Regions from separate parts of the Pan troglodytes genome. Here regions 1 and 3 are each linked to region 2. Evidence: chromatin contacts called from public Hi-C data. All regions are on one chromosome and are shown on one strand. The core of a region is the stretch at or near the end of the contact, and the rest is flanking DNA. Distances in the headings are between cores, read along the strand shown. Region 1 overlaps LOC104001414 (a long non-coding RNA gene). Region 2 holds the start of CCND2 (cyclin D2). Region 3 overlaps LOC104001414 (a long non-coding RNA gene).

The links. Hi-C and Micro-C count contacts between places; a contact is called where the count stands out from the background.
Region 1: a Hi-C map of stem cell-derived neural progenitor cells shows a contact between it and region 2, with 2.6 times the contacts expected there. The contact joins the enhancer-like site here to the promoter of CCND2 in region 2. A contact is called at or near these places in 6 of 7 Hi-C or Micro-C datasets (blood, induced pluripotent stem cells, a lymphoblastoid cell line and 2 more) and 1 of 1 datasets of contacts at active chromatin or transcription factors (stem cell-derived excitatory neurons).
Region 3: a contact with region 2 is called in a Hi-C map of induced pluripotent stem cells, with 1.9 times the contacts expected there. The contact joins the enhancer-like site here to the promoter of CCND2 in region 2. A contact is called at or near these places in 2 of 7 Hi-C or Micro-C datasets (induced pluripotent stem cells and stem cell-derived neural progenitor cells) and 1 of 1 datasets of contacts at active chromatin or transcription factors (stem cell-derived excitatory neurons).

What each region holds. Positions count from the first base shown.
Region 1 is chr10:11,281,057-11,286,021 of NHGRI_mPanTro3-v2.0_pri, forward strand. The region is part of intron 4 of LOC104001414 (a long non-coding RNA gene); the gene reads left to right. It also overlaps the pseudogene LOC107967711. Among named protein-coding and RNA genes, the nearest start is that of CCND2, 160 kb to the right of the region's middle. Within about 2 kb of position 3,530, at least 4 of the 24 cell types and tissues checked have an H3K27ac peak or open chromatin away from gene starts, as enhancers often do. A contact at or near this core is called in induced pluripotent stem cells and stem cell-derived neural progenitor cells, where this site is marked.
Region 2 is chr10:11,438,072-11,442,731 of NHGRI_mPanTro3-v2.0_pri, forward strand. It overlaps CCND2 (cyclin D2), which reads left to right and starts at 2,288. Exons shown (of 5, transcript XM_001156857.7): 1 at 2,288-3,956. The coding sequence starts at 3,762.
Region 3 is chr10:11,217,131-11,222,240 of NHGRI_mPanTro3-v2.0_pri, forward strand. All of the region lies in intron 3 of LOC104001414 (a long non-coding RNA gene), which reads left to right. Among named protein-coding and RNA genes, the nearest start is that of PARP11, 170 kb to the left of the region's middle. Within about 2 kb of position 1,816, at least 1 of the 24 cell types and tissues checked has an H3K27ac peak or open chromatin away from gene starts, as enhancers often do. A contact at or near this core is called in induced pluripotent stem cells, where this site is marked.

The sequences.
Region 1 (4,965 bases), core at 2,280-4,779, 160 kb before region 2:
TCAGTCTCTACCCACCAGACTATAAAATTCAAGGGCAGGGATTTTGTCTGTGTTGTTCATTATGGTGTCTTCAATATCTGGAACCCACAGCACTGAAAAGTGTTTGCTGAGTGAGTGAATGAATGAATGAATGAATGAATGAATGACAGAGATTAATATAGGCTGAGGCATCCAGGAACTGACATTTACTGAGTACCTGTTCTATGTGAGACACTCTTTTAGGCACTTTATTACTGTGTTTTATGTTGCAGAGAACATGTTTGGACTAGCTTATAAGTCAACTTGAAATAATTTCCTGCATTAAGAAAAATTGGTTTTGACACATTCTTGTCATAGAAGTCAGCCTTTGTTCCCATGATGCTCTGAACAGCTGCAGTCCTGAGGAAGCCAGGGGAAGCTCCCCCTGCCTGCTGCTTAAACAGCTGGCCGGTGAACAGAGACCACCCCAGACCCTTCAGCTCTCAGCACAGCTGTGTGAGCAGATGGAAATTCTGCCACCCAGAGAATCCAGCAGCTGAGAATAGAGTGGGTGGACTTGGCCACTGGTATGACCTGTGCATGTCAACCCTAATGTGGAGAAAGGTTTTTCATCTCTACAGGTCAACCCATTAGTATGGTTTGACCTAGAAGTCTTCAAAAGTTGTAGCAAGAGCCTTTCTGTATTGTCCCTGCAGCCAGGCACCATGAACACCACTCCAGCTGCTGGGGTGCAAGAGGTCTATGGGCTTGACTTTGCTGTAACCCTCAGTTTCCACACTTTTTTCAGCCCCTTGCCAGGTTACAAAGCCGAATTCCTAGACTTGTCGAATGTTAGAACTAAAAGGCGCCATAGAGATCCTTAGACTCTAGATACTTAGACTGAGGCCTCACTTGAGGGATGAGGACCCTGAAGCTCAGAGGGGCATCCTCTTGGCCCAAGCTGCATGGCTGGTGGATGGCAGCCAAAGGGCCAACCTCTTAGCTCTATGGCCGGTGGTCTTGTGTGAGTTTTGTGGTTTGGAGTATTGTCATCATTAGCAGTTCTATTGTTTTTACCCTTTGTCAAACAGCAGTAATTAGTGTGTTATTAATAATAGCATTGATTATTAATAACATTGATCAAGCAAGTCTGTGTCAGACAAGGTGCTAGAGTGGGAAGGAAGCTGGTCCTAACCTGGAGGGTCACAAGGTAGTTTTCAGGGCATGGAAAATGTCTCTACCTTGGCCTGGGTGGTGAGTACACTGATAAATACATATGTAAAATCCATCCAGCTGTATACTTAGTACTTATGCTCTTCAAGTAGGTGATGTCTCCATTTTAAAAAATGAATGCAACTTATATATGCATAAATCTGCCACAATAAATTTCTAAGAAATAAGGGGAAAAAAGCCCAGGCCGGGCGTGGTGGCTCACGTCTGTAATCCCAGCACTTTGGGAGGCCGAGGCAGGCGGATCATGAAGTCAAGAGATCAAGACCATCCTCGCCAACATGGTGAAACCCCGTCTCTACTAAAAATACAACAAATTAGCTGGGCGAGGTGGCACGCGCCTGTAGTCCCAGCTACTTGGGAAGCGGAGGCAGGAGAATCGCTTGAACCCGGGAGGTGGAGGTTGCAGTGAGCCGAGATTGTGCCGCTGAACTGCAGCCTGGTGACAGACCGAGACTCCGTCTCAAAAAAAAAAAAAAAAAAAAGCCCTGAGAGTTATCTTTATTATCCCCACTTTATAGGTGAGGAAACTAAAAAAGTAATATTAGCATAATTAATCATCGTATTAGCTCCTATGTGCCAGGCATGAAGATAAGGGTTTAGGTACAATACCTCATTTAATCCAATTTAAAATCCCATGAGGTTATTTTGTTCATTGTTTCTTTTTGCCATTTTAGCCACTTTTTATTATGGTAAAACATACAGGACAAAATTTACCCTTTTCACCATTTTAAAGGATTCGGTGGCATTAAGTACATTCACATCATTGTGCAACCATCACCACCGTTCATCTCCAGATTTTTTTTCATCTTCCCAGACTGATGTGTGTTCTGGTCTGGATTCTATCACCTTCTAAATGTGTGACCTCAGGCAAGTTGCTTAATGTTTCTGAGCTTCAAGTGCCTGCTCTTTAAATTGGAGGACCTGAGGTGAGCCGCTGCTATCGGGGGATCCTGGCCACACGCAGGAAATGAACGGTGGGCAAGTGAGTGAAGCTTCATCTGTATTTATAGCCACTCCCCATTGCTCACATCACCACCTGAGCTCCACCCCCTGTCAGATTAGCGACTGCATAAGATTCTCATAGGAGCACAAACCCTACTGTGAACTGCGCATGCGAGGGATCTAGGTTGCGCGCTCCTTGTGAAACCCTAATGCCTGATGATCTCTCACTGTCTCCCATCACCCTCACATGGGACTGTCTAGTTGCAAGAAAACAAGCTCAGAGCTTCCACTGATTCTACATTATGGTGAGTTGTATAATGATTTCATCATATATTATAACGTAGTAATAATAGAAATAAAGTGCACAATAAATGTCATGTGCTTCAGTCATCCTGAAACCACCCTTTCCTCCCCTGCCCCATTCATGGAAAAATTGTCACCCACGAAACCCATCTCTGGTGCCAAAAAGGTTGCAGACCACTGCCTTACAGAATGTGGGCAGCCTAAAAGCTAAGCTGGTGAGACTGGGACCAACAGGTATCTCCAGATTTGGGTTGTCACTAACCCATCAGGGACTCTCTCAGACACCCTCAGCAGGAATGGAGAGTGAGGTGGCCCAGGTGCTTAGAGACACAGAGAGCAAGCCAGAGAAGCCATTAGGGAACAGAGACATGGCACACGGAAGAAGAGTAGAGGAACCTCAGTCATGCGGTAGCGGCTTGAAGACAGGGCGATGAGTAGGTGCAGGCATTTGCAGAGAGGGGGCAGTAATAGAGGTCACGAGGCTGGAAAAGCCTCCAGTGGGCAGAAACCAGGAGGCAGACGGGAGAAAAATACCACAGCCACGGGAGAAGCAGGGTGAGAGCAAACCGAAAGGTCTGTCTGCAGCGTGGACAGTTCCAGGGTTGCTTTTTGTCCCTTCAGCTGCAGTGGCCTCCATATCATCCATGGGCAGCCGCCGCCCACCATCTCAGCATGTTTTGGCAGGTGCATTTTAAAACGAGTTCCTGGCATCTTACAGAGATAAATAGGGTAAAAAATAAAATAAAATTAAAAATAAGACATAGCCTTTACCCTCAGGGAGCTTAATCTCCGGTTCTCATAAAAGCTGAGCTACTACAGTACACACAAAAATCGGAGTCCAGTGACTAAACTCGGGTGTTTTGTAATTGAGCAGAAATGGACTTAATTCCCAGCTCTGCCATTTGCTAACTATGTGATCTTAAAAGCATTTCCTGACCTAAGGCTCCACTTCCTCGTCTGTAAAAAGGTCACAAGACAGCACCTGCACAACCAGGGTGCTGGAAGGATTGAGGGAGGCAGAGCCTTCAGGGCTGGGCACACACCTGGCATGGGAGGCTTCGGCGGACGGCAACCTTTATTACCCAAGCTCCTTAGACCAACAGGCATTTCCTCTATCCACCTGCATTACTATTGTGTGAATTCGGATTCCTCAGGTGCTGCTGTCATGCGGGAATTTGGCTCTCGAAGCAGGAGAGGGAGAGGAGACCAGGGAAATGGGGACAGCTACTCCCGGAAGTTATCACAGGGGAGAAGGGCTCAGAGCCCAACTTAATAAAAAGAGCATTGCATCAGTGCTTCCTGGGGCCCACTGGCATCCCCTGTAAGCTGCACATTCCCTCCCCAGCCAGGCCTCTGCTAGCAGCCTCTCTGTGCTAGAGGAAACCTAGGGACAGGGACCGCTCCAGCTGCAGGCAAGTTCCTAGAAAGTCCAGTGGAATGGATATCATTCCTGTACTGTGAGTAATCGGCCCAAACAAAGCCCACTGGTATTTCCGAGTCCATTCCCAGTGCCCAGAGCTGGACCCAGTAGCTCAGCAGCTGCAAGGAGTGGAATGCAGTTCTCTAGCATGCTGCCCTAGATTCAGCCTTGGAGAAAGACTCCTTGCCCCAAGCGGGGAAGGCGCTCTGAAGGTCATCTCATCTATGCTCCTGCCTCTGGGCCCAGACATTGTAAGACACGGGGCTTGGAAACCCCCTGTAGCCCAAGTGTGGGGACCAGGGAGCCTGCATGAGGATTCTAAGGATACAAGGTGGAGTCAGGAAAAGGATGTCCCTTTCTCCGTTGCCTCCTTGAGCTTCCATTAGAAGGAGTTGCAGGAGAGGGGAAAGAAATCAGGAAAAGAAAAGCTGAGCCTCCGTGGTGTCTCTACCCCGACTTCTCTCCTGCTCCTCCTTTGGTCTTGGGGCAGGCCAGCCCTGTCTGCCTCCCATCGCTTTCCTCGCTTCTGGGCCACTAGTCTGTCGCAGCCACCATTTCTGGAAGTTCAGAGATAAAGCTATCCTTATTCTTTCAGAACAATGGCACCTGCTTTGTCAGCTCTAGGTGGTAGGGGTTTCCCTAGCTGGGTTGCTGATGAGCCCGGGTCATTCACACTGGGGAGTCAGGTCTTTGGCCTTAGCTCACTGGGTCACCCCAGCGGTTGTCCCAGGGAGGTCTTATTGCCACCTCTTGACAAATGAGGAAGCTGGAGCACAGCAACATGAAATGACTTTTGCTCAAGACCCTTCACCGGTCCTTCCACTGCCTGGACACACCCTGCCAGGCATCTCGAGGCTGATTTTCAAGGGAACAGAAACTTCCACCGCTGCCTGTGCCTCGCCTGGCTCCCACCCAATACGAAAGAATGGCACACTTATAGGTCACACGCCCCAGTTCATTGCTCCCTAGCTCCCATGGGAAAAGCCATAAAGTGTCCTTTCCAAAATGGTGACTGTCATTTCCCCCAGCCTAATTTAAGGCAGGCGTGAACGTTCCCCAGAGAGTTCACCTGGGCTGTCCTCCTGTGCAGTTGCTGTGCAGAAATGTTT
Region 2 (4,660 bases), core at 1,038-3,537:
CTGCGCGGAGAAGGCGGGACTCGAACTCGCGCTGCTCCCGGGCCTTGAGCCGACCGCGGAATCACCTGGCTGGCAGGCATCCTCCAGGTAAGCTTGGGAGTATGTGTGCTTAGTGCTGCAGGCTCCTGCAGAAAAGTGCCTATAAACACCCAACACCCTGCTGCACCCTCCACCTCCAGGCTTTGTACACTTTCCAACCGAAACTCCAAAACGCTAGCGTAGAGGGTGGGGAGCCGGCCGGAAAAAGAATAAAAGTCCAATAAAACTGGCGTTCGCTAAAGTTTATCACCAGTCCTACATGGGATATATATATATGTATTTTTTTTTCCGTGAAGGGTGAAAAGGAGATAAGGAAGAACCAACAATCTACCCCCTCTCGCCGCCCCCCACCCCCGCGCCACGGTGATCAGTTTGGACTTCAAAGCCAGAGCACAGGCTCTTGCGCTTTTTCTTGAAACCGAAGTCTACACTGAAAGAAAATGTGCACTTTTGCCTAGAAGGCAACATGCGTTTTCCCGCGTGCTAGGTGGAGTGCATTTTAACAAGACATTAGGGTTTTAACACATGGCTGGAGTGGCGACCAAAAGGGAAAACTCAGTTTCCAGTCCAAGCCTCCTAGAGACATTTCTGCCAACCTCCGCACCCTCTCACGCCCCACCCCACGTGTGAGAGTCTGCAAAACCACCGGGGATTGGATTCGATGGCGAGCTTCACGCTCGGGAACAGTCAGTAATCGGAAGGGGAAGTGGACAGGGGAACTTCAAGAGGCGAGCCTGCCACGCGGGAAGCGCCCGAACTTGCGGGTCTCCATGAATGCAGAGGGCTCCGGGAAAGGGGGGCATCCGGCCGCGACCCTCTCTGCCCCTCCCATTCGCTGCCCCCCTCCCCGCTGGAATTTCTCTGTAAAGCAAGACGGAGTAGGGGGAGGGGGAGAGGGAAGGGGCGAGAGGGCCCTCGGCTCACTCCCGAGACGCGAGGACTCGCCACCCAGGCATTCTCCTCGGGGTGGGCTGGGCCCCGGGACGACCACCCGCTTCTTCCTCGCCCCCGCTGCCCCCACTTCGGGAGACCCAGAGCTCTGGATGCCTTTCCCCGGAGAAGGGGGGGTGTGCGGAGTCGGGGTGGAAGAGACCTTGCTCGCAGAGCTGTATCAAGTGATGTCCAGAGGCTGGGAGTCCCGGCGGCCTCTGTCCTTGCCTGTCGGGTTAGATTTATACTTTAAAAATACCTCCCGCGCTCCCTCCTTCTCTCGCCTCTCCCCGCTGCAACTTTCTTTGATCCGCTCAAATGTGGCTTAGGTGAAATTGGAGTAATTCCCTTATGGGGGTCTTAAAATGTAAGTGAATGTACTTATCCGGGGTGACTCAAAAGCTTAAGTCGGGAAGCCCAACGTGACTAAAACCAATAGGTGATTGTTCGGGGCCGACTGTGTGCGGGTGTACACGGTATTCGGCCCGGGTGTCATCCGCGGCGCTGGACTGTTTCATTTTGAGTTTGCAACTTGGGTTTTTCAGCGAGCTTTTTTTCTTCCTGAAAGCTAATGGCTTCCACAGCAATTAGACATTTTCCTCGCCCGCCCCTTCCCTCCCCTTTCTTTACATATAGGAGATGGGATACTCATTCCCGCTGCTATTGATAAGGTCGGAGGCGGCCGGGCCTCTCCCCAGGTTTCGCCCGCCCCAGCGCCCGCTCTCCCTCCGCCCTCCCTTGGCTTCCTTTTGATGTAGTGGGGAACGCGTCCTACTAAAAAAAAAAAAAAAAAAAAAAAAAAAAAAAAAGTAATCTGCCCGGTAACAATCAGCGCGCAGTAGCAGGAGCCCCAGAGCTATTGGCTATGCAAATAGAGGGAGGGGAGACGGCGCCCCAAACTCTTACTCACCCTTTTAAAGCGATATCCCCTCCTTTCCCCCCCACCACCCCTTCCGCCCCACCCTCGTTTAAAGAGGCTGGCTCCGGGGCCTGAGTTAATCGCTTGCACCTCTAGTTTATTCGCTCCCCTCCTCCGCCTTGCAGGGAACCTAGTGTACGGCTCACCCAGCCCGCGCCCCACCCCGCCTTGCTGGCTCTCCGCGCCCCTGCCCGGGCCCCCTCTCTCGGTGAGGGAGGTACTCAGTCGGCCTCGGTGTGCCCAGAGAGCTCGAGCCACGCCATGCCCGCTGCACGTGCCAGCTTGGCCAGCACATCAGGGCGCTGGTCTCTCCCCTTCCTCCTGGAGTGAAATACACCAAAGGGCACGGTGGGGGTGGGGGGTGACAGGAGGAAGGAGGTGAAGAAACGCCACCAGATCATATCTCCTGTAAAGACAGCCTTGACTCAAGGATGCGTTAGAGCACGTGTCAGGGCCGACCGTGCTGGCGGCGACTTCACCGCAGTCGGCTCCCAGGGAGAAAGCCTGGCGAGTGAGGCGCGAAACCGGAGGGGTCGGCGAGGATGCGGGCGAAGGACCGAGCGTGGAGGCCTCATGCCTCCGGGGAAAGGAAGGGGTGGTGGTGTTTGCGCAGGGGGAGCGAGGGGGAGCCGGACCTAATCCCTCACTCGCCCCCTCCCCCTCCCGGGCCATTTCCTAGAAAGCTGCATCGGTGTGGCCACGCTCAGCGCAGACACCTCGGGCGGCTTGTCAGCAGATGCAGGGGCGAGGAAGCGGGTTTTTCCTGCGTGGCCGCTGGCCGCGGGGGAACCGCTGGGAGCCCTGCCCTCGGCCTGCGGCGGCCCTAGACGCTGCACCGCGTCGCCCCACGGCGCCCGAAGAGCCCCCAGAAACACGATGGTTTCTGCTCGAGGATCACATTCTATCCCTCCAGAGAAGCACCCCCCTTCCTTCCTAATACCCACCTCTCCCTCCCTCTTCTTCCTCTGCACACACTCTGCAGGGGGGGCAGAAGGGACGTTGTTCTGGTCCCTTTAATCGGGGCTTTTGAAACAGCTTCGAAGTTATCAGGAACACAGACTTCAGGGACATGACCTTTATCTCTGGGTATGCGAGGTTGCTATTTTCTAAAATCACCCCCTCCCTTATTTTTCACTTAAGGGACCTATTTCTAAATTGTCCGAGGTCACCCCATCTTCAAATAATCTACCCTACATTCCTGGATCTTAAATACAAGGGCAGGAGGATTAGGATCCGTTTTGAAGAAGCCAAAGTTGGAGGGTCGTATTTTGGCGTGCTACACCTACAGAATGAGTGAAATTAGAGGGCAGAAATAGGAATCGGTAGTTTTTTGTGGGTTGCCCTGTCCGGGGCCCCTGGCATGCAGGGCTGGATGGAGGGAGAGGGGTGGGGGGTGGCGGGGGACCGCGTTTGAAGTTGGGTCGGGCCAGCTGCTGTTCTCCTTAATAACGAGAGGGGAAAAGGAGGGAGGGAGGGAGAGATTGAAAGGAGGAGGGGAGGACCGGGAGGGGAGGAAAGGGGAGGAGGAACCAGAGCGGGGAGCGCGGGGAGAGGGAGGAGAGCTAACTGCCCAGCCAGCTTGCGTCACCGCCTCAGAGCGGAGAAGAGCGAGCAGGGGAGAGCGAGACCAGTTTTAAGGGGAGGACCGGTGCGAGTGAGGCAGCCCCGAGGCTCTGCTCGCCCACCACCCAATCCTCGCCTCTCTTCTGCTCCACCTTCTCTCTCTGCCCTCACCTCTCCCCCGAAAACCCCCTATTTAGCCAAAGGAAGGAGGTCAGGGGAACGCTTTCCCCTCCCCTTCCAAAAAACAAAAACAGAAAAACCCTTTTCCAGGCCGGGGAAAGCAGGAGGGAGAGGGGCCGCCGGGCTGGCCATGGAGCTGCTGTGCCACGAGGTGGACCCGGTCCGCAGGGCCGTGCGGGACCGCAACCTGCTCCGAGACGACCGCGTCCTGCAGAACCTGCTCACCATCGAGGAGCGCTACCTTCCGCAGTGCTCCTACTTCAAGTGCGTGCAGAAGGACATCCAACCCTACATGCGCAGAATGGTGGCCACCTGGATGCTGGAGGTAGGTCGGGGGGTGGCGCTCGCCAGGAGCCAGGACCCCTCCGGATGCTCGGGTCGCCGGCCGGAGCCCTAAACCTGGGAGAGGGCAATCCCCGCGCCGGCCTCCCGGCTCCTGTGCGGGAGTTTACCGCGCGCCTTCTGGCGAGACGCGTGGCTTTATTTCTGTTCCTCTCCAGATAAACTGGGGAGGGAGAGGGGGGAGGAAAATCTGGGAGAAGCGAGGCTGTCCTGGGCGGGGGTAGGGGAGCATCCCGCGCGCGTGTTCCTGCATGTGGCTGCCTCTTCTTCCCACCCCCCTCGCGACCTGTCTTTTGCGAAGCCGCCGCGGCTGCTTGCGCTGCGGCCAGGAAGAGAGTCGGGGCCTGAAATCGGGACCCCGAGTAGAAAGGCAACCCCCCCAAAAGGCCAGAGCAAATTCGTCTTGGCCTCAGGTCCCCGCATGTGGTCGCGACTCCGCGCTGGCACTTCACCGGGGAGGTGGAGGGAGGAGGGAGAAGGAGAGAAACGGGGAATTCGGGAGCCCCGGAAGTCCCATTGAAGAAACGTGTGTTTCAGGGGAACCCAAAAGAACCACTTCTTGCCCCTCACTCCAAGTCTTTGCCCAGCGAGCCGTGTGCCCACGTATGCACAGCTCTGGACCTGCCGTGGTTTCGCCATGTTGCTTTGCAAACTCCCTTTGGAAAGGCTGGGAAACGTCGCCCGCTT
Region 3 (5,110 bases), core at 566-3,065, 220 kb before region 2:
CTGTATGGTTTTATGAACTTTCTATTTTTGTGATTTTTCTATATTTCAAAAATACCTACTAGAATAGAGAACAAGGTTTCCAAAGGCCTCCCCTCCCCCAGGACACAGAAGCCTCTGTTCCTTGATTACCCTTTGCTGACCTACTCTTAGCCCATAAACCCACCAAGCTCACACTGGCTTAGATGAAGAGCAGAGACCCCCAGGAAGAAGAAAGTGTCCCTGCATTTGGTGAGCCTACAGTGTAGTTGAAAACAAAGGATGGACAGATATGCAAGAATAAGACTGATACACAAAGCAAATCCCAATAAGTTAACATTAACATGGTGATTACCTAGAATCAGAGTTAAGAGCATGAGCTCTGGAGTCAGACCAGTGACAGGTCAGGTCCTAGCTCCACCACCTGCAACAGTTTCACCTTGGACAAAAAACCCCTTACCACTGCCTGAGCATTGATTTCTTCCTCTGTATGAGGCTTTAAAAAATGCAGTAGCCCTTGTGAGGATTAAATCAGATGATCCATGCAAGATGCTTAGCCCAGTGGCTGGCATATCGTGAGTCCTCACAGTATTGGTTATTACTGTTATTAATACTGCTATTATTATTGTCATGGTTATCTCAGAAAACCTCACAGAAGAGATATGTAAAAGCCAGATTTTGAAGAGGGGCTAGAGAGTTTTGCGATGGGAGGGTGGTTCTTGGAAACGGTCAGTGGAAAGCAGTATGTCCATATGGATCTCTTGTGGAGGAACCCAACATCTGTGGATTTTCAAAGCTTTCCACGTAATTCTGACCCGCAGCCAGGGCTGATATGAGAACAAGGCAGTCGCAGGCATGATTCATTAAGTGTGGACCACTAGACAAGAAATTGAGATTTCTGACTTGAGGCATGGGCTCTGCTCCTAGCTAGGCGCCTGGCCATGGCAATTACTTCATCTCACTGGATTTTAGTTCCTTAATTTGCTAATCAAGGAGAATTGACATACCCTAAGTGATCTCCAAGTCTCCTCTCAGCTCTCAGGTCCAAGGATCTTAAACAGCTTTCCTTAACTGAGTAAGAATCCATGTTCAGGAGTCCATTCCAGTTCATCTCCTGCATGATTTCCTCCAGCCAACAGGACCCGGAGCCAGCCCTCTGGGTCTTCCCAGCACCCCACCCCCAGGTCTCTGTGTGTCTTACACAAGTCGACTCCCCAGTCTGACCTGGCCTCACCTGGCACCATAGAAAGAGGCCAAATTGAAATGCACTATGTAGGGACTCAGGCGGCAGTCCACAGCCTGGCCTACTGGGCCACTTGGAACTTTGTAACCGTGTAACTTGGAGCTCCTGATAATAATAACCGCTAGCATTTCTTGAGCGTTTATAACATGTGAGGCACTGTACTAAGAGCTTGAAGTCTATTTAATCTGCTTTAATCCTTAAAACAGTGCTGTGACATCAGCATGGTGAGTCCCATTTTAGAGCTGTAGATGTAGAATCTGAGGCTTGAAGACATTAAATAACTTCCCCAAGATCACACAACTGATGTGCGGTTGCGGGTGGGCCCACACCCCTGTCTGCTGAGCTGCAGCACCAAGGCTTCCCTCTACTGTACCACATTACCTCCCACAATCTGCAAATCACAGTAATTTTTGGGGACCAATGAGTGATCACACAAGAAGGGTACAGGCTTGAGCCCTTATGTGTAAGGCACTGCATTTGTTATGTTAGGTCAAAAGTGGTCTCTTGAAACCATTTACTCCTTCACCCACCATTAGGAACTCTCCTCCACCTGCCCTCAGCTTACCTATCCAATCTCATCACCCTGTGACCATCTGCAGTCAGGCCACCCACTGTGGAGACTGCCTTGCTGAGTGATTAAGGGCACAGCTGGTAGTGTGGTGCTGCATTGTCCAATTTGGTAACCACTGGCTGCATGTGGCTACTGAGCACTTAAAGTGTGGCTAGTCTGAATTGGGATGTGCTGTAAGTATAAAACACACCAGATTTCAAAGAATGAATGAAATACCTATTTTGGAAATACTGGGTTAAGTAAAATATTAAAATCAATTTTACTTTTTTTACTTTTTATTTTTTAATGTGGCTACTAGAATATTTAAAATTACACATGTGGCTGGCATTTGTAGCTCACGTAATATTTCTGTTGGACAGACTGGTCTGGAGTGAGACCACCTGCGTTTGAATCTCAGCTGTCACTTACTATCTGTGCAAGTTAATTCATCTCTATGTACCTCAATTTTCCCATCTGTAAAATAGGGGTGACAGTAATAACCTACTTTCTAAGGTTGTTGTAAGCATTTAATGACTTAAATTTACCAAACAGTCCCTGGCTCATTTGTTTGCTACTTATTGCTCACTGATGCCAGAACAGGCCAGGTTCTTCTCCTGCCTGTGCTTTGCTGGTTTTTTTTTCCTCTTGGAAGGCTTTCTGCTTCCTCGCCGCCTCCTTGGGTTCTGTGTCTTCCAAAACAGCATGGCTTGTTAGAACTCCTGCCACTTTCTTTACGTAAACATTAACTTCTTGCCTTCTAGTCATCATTTCAGCATGCACACCTGAACTGTAGTTTGAAGTAGACTGAAATCAGGACTTGTGTCTACTGTGTCTTATTTATCTATCTGTCTTCCTATCATGCCCTCTATAGATCTAATGCAGTGCCTCGCACAAGGTGGCGTTGCATAAATGCTTGTATATTAACTGATTAATGTGCCTCCCACCCTCATGCTGGGAAGTGAGGATTTTCCACATTCTTTCAGAGTCCGTAGAAGGAACAGTCACCTTTCCTCTGGTCATTCTTGAGTCCCCGTCATCTCCAGGTGATTCTCGTCAGTGTAGCACAACTCCATCTCTTTAATTCCTATTGCCCTCCATTTCTCATGCTTTCAGAATGGGTGATGCCTCTCCCTCCAACCCAGCACATGAGTGTTGAGATCAGCTATAATTTTGAGGCCTTAAAAGAAATGCCCTGGGTTCATTAAATTCTAATTGCATTGATGGTGAGGAAAGATAGTTGCTTTAATTAAGAAAGACCTCCCTTGGCCAATGCTGTGGTTGTGGTGGTGGTAGTGGAGAGTGCTGTTGCTGCTGCTGTGACAAATGCCGATTATTTATGTGGTTTTCAGGGGAGTTCAGAAGCATCAGTTCACACCCACAGGCAGCCCAGTCTTTGTGTCTACCAAACATCTACAGTCTGTCATTACTCTCCTTGGGGAGTAAAGTTTCCCAAGAGGGGAAACTTTTACCAGCTTTGGATCCTACTCAAAGTTCAGGGCACATGTCTTCCAGGAAAATAAAATCCCCCCAAATAACATACCTCTGAAGGGATTAATTCTGGTTCTAATTTCTCTTTAACAGTCTGTTTTTCAACAGACCAGGGCAGAGACCCCTTCTAAGACTGATATTGAGATTATTCCGTAAATAGCCCTTTCTTTTGAATTAAACATGGTCTGCCTATGAGGCCCACTTTTAAAATACTCTTGACGTTTTAGAAGAAGGCCACTTAGTGAGTTGTGAACCCTTAGGGTGGATTCATACCGAGATACTGCAGCTCCAGGATGCTTGAAGGTGGAGGGGATGTAAGAGATGCTAGGAAGGAACGTGAGGATGTGACGGTACCATGGGGAAGTCCTGCCAACTTTACCAGTTTTCCCAAGGCCATTTGAGAAAATGGAAAGCAGGATCCAGCTGAGTTCAGAAGCATCTAAACTTTGAGTAGCTCAGAAGCCAAATGATAAGTTGAAACTGTAATAAAAGGGCAAATCTAATTTATTTTGGTTTGCTTATTGAAGAACAAGAGAGGTAAGCTGAAAAAAGCACATCTGAGTCACACTTAGCCTTGCAAATATGGAAAGATCCTACAAAGGCCAGTTTGCTACAGCATCTTTGGCTTAAACTTTTCCAAACCAGCAGCAGACATGCTTATTCTTTAGTCTTGAGAAAAGAGTTTCTCCAGATTCCCTGGACAGCCCTCCTGGTGCCTTTCAACCCAGATAGGTAGGAAGTTCCCTTAGCTATCCAATGAAAATCCTCCTGCTTCCTGCAACACCTGTCCTCAATGAAGGGCAGGGAAGAGCTTGTCCTTCATTCCTCATGGACTTGCCTGCACTTGAACTGTCAGTCCTTCCTGGGAAAATGGTTTCTCTGGGGGGGTGCAGATGTGTCCACAGCACCATTCCCCATGGCCAAGTGCCAAGTGACGAAAGTGTCGGGCCTTTTGAAATTGTCAGAGAAACTGATTTTCTTGTCAAGTCTCATCCTGTACAGTTGGAGGGCCAAATTCTACTTTCATGTTAGCTGCCACAGAGATCAAAGGCTGCTGACAAGGAGCTGAAGGGTTTGTGCCTGGTCTGCTTCAACCTTTCCTCAGTCCAGCATGGGGAATGCTCTTGGCTTTCGGCTTTCTTGAACTCTTATCGATCCTCCTTTGTGGGCCAACAGATGAAGGGCCTGGGAAATAATTTGAGGGATCTAACTCAGAGAGAACATTCTTACATATGCAGCGTGAGGGAGGTGAGAAACGAGAGAAGACAAGGTGAGGTATGCACAGAGCCATCCTTTGCCTCAGAAAATTCAGGCATACTAAAATAACAGGGATGTGGAGGCAGTATCAGAGGAGAAGAAAGGGTGAGATATCAGTGCCTGGTGGACACTAGAGGGTCTCTCTCCAGGGAATCTCCCAGCAGAAGGACTAGTCTTTTTGTTGCTCATCTTTGGGTATTGCATGAAGGTAGGGCACAAAGGAGATGACTTCTGAAGCCTCTTCTTACATCATGTAAGGCTTTGAGGGAGAGAGGAGAGTGAGTGATGAGCAAATTCAGGTCAGCAGCAACCTTAGATATATCTAAAGGTGTATAATAAGTCAAAGGTAAGACTGCAGGTAGGGGAGGTAGTGGTGCAAATGAGCATTGTAGAAATCATCCAGGTACACCAGGAAGGGGACCGTGGTGATAGATGAGGTGTGGAGCATGGCACCAGGAGAATAGTACTTCTGCATTCAAGAGGGCCCGTTGCTGGCTTTTCACTTTGAGCCTTCCCTTTGGTTTTTTGTGTTGCCCTCTGCTCTTTATCTACTTTTCCTTTTCAATACCCCAAGTTTTTCTGACCAGAAGGAACCA